Regions from separate parts of the Bombyx mori genome. Here region 2 is linked to region 1. A link is a contact called in public Hi-C data. All regions are on one chromosome and are shown on one strand. The core of a region is the stretch at or near the end of the contact, and the rest is flanking DNA. Distances in the headings are between cores, read along the strand shown. Region 1 overlaps LOC101744488 (ribonuclease Z, mitochondrial). Region 2 overlaps LOC101742325.

What was found. Hi-C and Micro-C count contacts between places; a contact is called where the count stands out from the background.
Region 2: a Hi-C map of middle silk gland shows a contact between it and region 1, with 2.2 times the contacts expected there. The contact joins two enhancer-like sites. A contact is called at or near these places in 2 of 7 Hi-C or Micro-C datasets (middle silk gland and posterior silk gland).

The regions. Positions count from the first base shown.
Region 1 is chr17:2,854,469-2,857,168 of ASM3026992v2, reverse strand. LOC101744488 (ribonuclease Z, mitochondrial) reads left to right here. Exons shown (of 27, transcript XM_062673269.1): 22 at 265-342; 23 at 1,315-1,386; 24 at 2,311-2,403. Among protein-coding and RNA genes, the nearest start is that of LOC778515, 9.2 kb to the right of the region's middle. Within about 2 kb of position 1,253, at least 1 of the 8 cell types and tissues checked has open chromatin away from gene starts, as enhancers often do.
Region 2 is chr17:2,914,261-2,917,016 of ASM3026992v2, reverse strand. It overlaps LOC101742325, which reads right to left. Exons shown (of 19, transcript XM_038017064.2): 12 at 1,895-2,084; 13 at 1-1,621. Among protein-coding and RNA genes, the nearest start is that of TRNAT-UGU, 3.6 kb to the right of the region's middle. Within about 2 kb of position 1,251, at least 3 of the 8 cell types and tissues checked have open chromatin away from gene starts, as enhancers often do.

The DNA.
Region 1 (2,700 bases), core at 4-2,503:
TCGCCCATCTGTCCTGGTGAAACCGGAAAGGCCTTCGGGCCACCAGTAAACCCTCATTGATAAAAAAACATTTTAATATAGAGGAGGTCGACGTCTCAAGTTATTTCTTATAACAGCCGCCCTACCTTTCAAAACGAAACGCCCATAGTTTGATGCGAATCAGAAATATACATCATGGTGGTGATTATCCGTGCAGACTAAGAACACAGCTAATCATCACAAAATATAGTGTACTTAAGAATGAATATAAAAATTTTTTTAAAGCTTCCATCCTCAAAAGAATAACACCGCGATCGTCGCCAACAATGGATCGTAGAAAACTGTCTACCGCTATTAACAAAGGTAGGTACATACTCAATCACTATATTCTTTTGTGTTTTTATTGCGAAATGGCGAGGATTTTTTTAAGTTATTTATTTCATAATACCTACTTACTAGTTTTTAATGACTTCATGACTTTAACGATGACATTATTCACCTTGAGAAATAAGATCGAAATTTCGTTTGTGTTGCACAGCGTGTGCTTTACTCTTGAATCTAATTAGCGCGCTTGCTCTGTGGCAGCAGTGGGTTCCTACCCACTACTCCCACAGAGACCACCGTCCTGGATGGTCTCCGGGCGGGCGATAACGTACCCAAAACGCTACACTAAAGACCAATTTAACCAGTGTTTTTTCATTACAATGAAAAATCAATTGAAGTGTGGTATTGACGATTTTGCGGGAGCATTTGTAGTAAATGTCCATGGCATATATATTTGAAGAGAAATTTATTGCATTTTCAACTGATAATTAGGACTCCTCATTCCCTCTTTATAATAGTAATGGTAGACACCACACAAGGTTTTCATCCGTTCCCTTTGAATCTCTCAAAGGGGCCACAGCTTATGTATAATAGGTAAAAATAATACCTGGGGGGGATGATCACCTTTTTTCCCTACCTAATCGTTGGTAGCCTAAGGGGCTATTCCAACTTCACGTGGACCGGTAGGCGAGCTCAGGGGCTCAACCTGAGAGAATTGCTAACACTAGCTCTAGCAAGAACAATGCTCCGCTGAATCTACTACCGATCGGAATCGCGACCCACGGAAAAGATTCGGCAAGAAACTCAATGGGTTGAGGATGATCACCACCCTTCAATAAGTCTCCATCATCATAGATAATACACATAAATTGCCATCACTGTTGTCGCCGTGGAAGGTAACACCTTCCTACCACCTAAGTGATCTCCGTTGGCCATGTATGGTCCACCAGCAAAGCTATAGGTATGGCCAGGCCGCGGCGGCCTCTATTTTCAAGTTATGTTATGTTCTAGCGGAGGTCTGTGAACATCGTTCGCCGCTAACAGTGAAGAAAAGGGAGGCGCCTAAATCGACACGTGAGTGTGGTATATAACATAACCTATTAGATTACGTTATAGATTTAGTATCAGAATAGTAAGATAGGATGTGCTCTTACTATAATCGTAAATTTAAATAAACATGGGTATTTAATTAAAGTTCTTCCAATCAATCAAATACAATTTAATGAAATTGAAATCATGTAGGTGCTTATTCGGGTTTATCTATTTTGCAAAAACAAATTAGAATTAATGTTGTGCACGTTTTAGTATTTTTGGTATTGTATACCGAAACTGGTATAGAAGTCGAACCATCTTTTTTATTGTTTATTGCCCTTGTCGGCAGGCTAGCATACGGCCCACCTGATGGTGAATGGTTACCGTCGCCCATGGACTTCAGCAATGCCAGGGGCAGAGCCAAGCCGCTGCCTACTGAAAGTCATTAAATGAAGGTGCTAATTAAAAAACAAAACATGTTTTTTATTTGCGATTTTTTTTCTGTTTATGTTTCGCGAACCGCTTCCTATACTTCTCTTATTTTTATGGGTTTAAGTTGACACAGCAGTATGTTTTACCCTAGTAAATAAATTGTGTAATAGATTTGACGAATACATATACTCTAAATGACAACTCGCCTTGCATTGTAAATTAAAACTTAGACAGAACTCAAGGTGGATGGTTGCTTAACGTCGTTGATGTCTATGGGCTCCAGTGACTACTTGTGCTCGTCCATCCATCTGAGCGATAAAAAATAAAACTTAAATTTATAGGATTAAGTTTGCAAATAAAACGGCCACAGGGCGGACCCTAACAAATACTCACTTTCAGCTCGCACTCAGAACAGGGATGTATGCATGAACATTCTCGTGAACATGATAGTCTGGCGTTTAGTTCATGTCGGGTTCTGTCTGTGGGAAGCCGAGGGTCCGGTTCTGATTGCTACTATAGCATTTGCCGTTTTGTTTTGGACAGCCGCAAAGGAGACCTTTGGTTTTGCGAAGCCGAACTCTGGCACCGCAGTGCTGAGTAACAGTTTGTCGCCGTGCAGGAATCGACTCGAGAAATGTTAGTCTCCACACAATCGTAAATTGTTTGTATTAGTAATGCATATAAAACTAGAATTTCCTATTGAAATTAGTAAAAGAAATCAAAAACTACCCTAACTTTTGTTGAAAATCACACCGTAATATTATACTACCAAAAACTTTGAAGTATTTTCATGGTATTTTGTTGAGTCGCCCATCTAGGATAAAGTGCCATATCAAGCTGGTTATCCCAACTTATTAGATTAAATTCAAACGAGTTGACGATATATATATAATCGCCGTAGCTTTTACATTTAGCGAGCTTATAGTCACCGCA
Region 2 (2,756 bases), core at 2-2,501, 60 kb before region 1:
CTGTTCCGTTTCGTCTTCCAAATCAAAATTTATCAAGTAGGTACTGGTCGGTTCTCTTACGTCGACTAATATGTGAGATTCTGTTAAATTCGTTAGTTTAAGAGGACCAGTCGTGGGGGTCGTGGGGGTCGTGGGGGCCGTGGGCTCGTCTGTTGGTTGGGGCGAGTGGGGGGCGACCACCAGCTCGCTCGCCAGCAGCCTCTCACTCCTCAAGAACAGCGAGCTGGCGTCTATCAGCGACGACAGATCCTGTGGACGGTGCTTTACAGAGTTTTCGAATTGACGAAATTCCTCAGAACTAACTCCGCTCTCCATGCTTTGACTAGATTTATCTCGAGAATTCACTTCTTGAGGTTTTGTTGTCGCCGAATTTTCAAAGTCGGAATACGTCGGCGTTCGCTCGGACACGACCAAGCTGTCCCGGTTGCTGTACCTGCTCAGGGTTTTGCTGTCGCCTTCAAGGAGTATCTCCGTGTCCTGGGTGCCTCGATCGGTGTTGGAAGACAAATCCTGCGGTCTGATCTCGGCGGATTGTTGAAAATTTTGAAAAGTCGGTACAGACATAACGTACTCGGAGTTGACCGTTTTATCATCCGGAAACGTCATCGGTATGGCTTGCACATCATCCTCGTCGCCCACGATTTCTGTGAGCGGAGTGCTGGTGATAGAGGGCGCCATGTTGTTCCTGTAATTGACATTAGGGCTGTCACCTATGTCTATCAGCAGGGCTTCGTTCTCAGGGCTGCTTGATTTGTTTTTACTCTCAGAGAAATTGTCTTCGAGGCAACTTATTTCAACACTTTCCATTTTTTTAATGCACGGTTCTGAAAAGATACGAGGACTGGTGTTTTCGATTTCCTTATCCTCCGATAACTTTGGCGGGGTGAGATCGGGGTCTTCCCCGAGAGGAGACCTCCTCACCAGCTCCGGTTGCTGAAACTTCCACGGATCGTCCATGGATGCCACTTCAGTGGTGCAGTTGGAGTAGGACGGCATGCCCGACATGAGGGTGCCGTACGCCAGGTCTTTGGTGGGGCTGTTCTTCGTGGAGTCGTTTAGCTGCGAGGACGAGGCGGCGGTTGCGGCAGACCTCACCTTCGTGTACGTGTACTGGTCGTAGGCCGCTATGGAGTCCGGCGAGAACGTCTCGCAGGCTTCGGACTTGCTGTCGTGGATGATGTATGTGGAGCAGTGACTGAGCTCGCGGTCGTCCTCGTCGTGGGTGAGCGTGTCGGTGCTCTCGCTGTTGCCGTCTCCCTTGGTCGGCTCGGGGTCCATCGCGAGGTCGTCGAAATTCTCTTCGACGTTGTAAAGCGTGTCGTTGGAGCACCACGAGTCGATGCTCGTCGCTTTGGAGAGGCACTCGGAGGGCTGCTTGGACAGCTTGGCGTCGGTGGGCAGCGTGGTCTTGGACAGGGTGGAGACGCCGGTCGGGTTGTCGAGGTTGTCGGAGGTGTCGGTGGTCGGGCTCACGAGGAAGGGCGACACTTGCGAGATCCGCTCGCAGCTCGATTCCTTCTCGTCGTTCTTAGTGTACGTCCTGTCGTCGACGGGGGAGTGCACATCTGGTTTCGTTCCTTTACACGGACTAGCGTTTAAGCTATCGGCGCTCATCGTCACCCTGCAATGTTATGGATTAACGATTTTTATACGTTTTTTTTCTTCGTTTTATGTATTTTATTTTTTAAAGATAATTTCGAAGGCAGGAGATTAGTTTATACTAATTTTGATGTTTCACAGATTTACCAAACTATAAAGTGTTTATGTCTTATATTTATTAAATGACTAGATACAAAAACCTTAATGATAGACGGGGTTCGAAATTCAAAGATGTTCTTGAGTTATCACATATACTATTTATGGATATAATATAATGTGTAACTTGAGTACTCACTCGGCGGTGGGCGCGTCTTTGTGCAGTGTGTAGGTGTGGTTGTGAGTGTGCAGCGAGTACGTGGCGGGGGAGGGCACGGGGGAGGGGGCCGGGGAGGGTGCGGGGGAGGGCGGCTGCGTGCTCTGCTCGGTCCAGTTGTTGCAGGGCTCCGGGTAGCTTTCCGACGATTCCGTTAGGAGAGAAGCGTTCCCTGTTCGAACCAATTACATCTTAAATTTCATTAGTTTTAATGAATGTCAAAAAACCGACACAAAGCATGAATAATTAATTAGTGGTGATAGGACGCCTTGTGAGTTCGCACGGGTAGGTACCACCACCCTGCCTATTTCTGCCGTGAAGCAGTAATGCGTTTCGGTTTGAAGGGTGGTGCAGCCGTTGACTGAGTCTTTAGAACTCATATCTCAAAGTGGGTGGCAGCATTTACGTTGTAGATGTCTATGGGCTCCGGTAACCACTTAACACCAGATGGGCTGTGAGCTCGTCCACCCATCTAAGCAATAAAAAAATGGAAAAAAAAACAGGTGGGCGAGCAAAGGCTCAGACCGCCGGGTTCGAATTTGCTAACAGCTGCTCGAACGCCTCCGAAAAAGACCTAACAACTGAAGAAAAGCTGCTTCGCAAATGACTTTACCAGCGGATCGGAATCGCGGCCCGCTGAGAAGATCCGACGAAAAACTCAGCGGGTTGATGCATGGGTTAGGTTGTACGTCGAACTCTTTGCCGAGATTTTTATCTATTGCATCATTTACATATCGCAATGCAATCGCATTCAATATCCCAGTTCGTGCATCAATGTATGTTGAAATTAGAAAAATGATTTTTAACTCCTATATTGATCGTATTACAGGTGTTTAGTGAATAA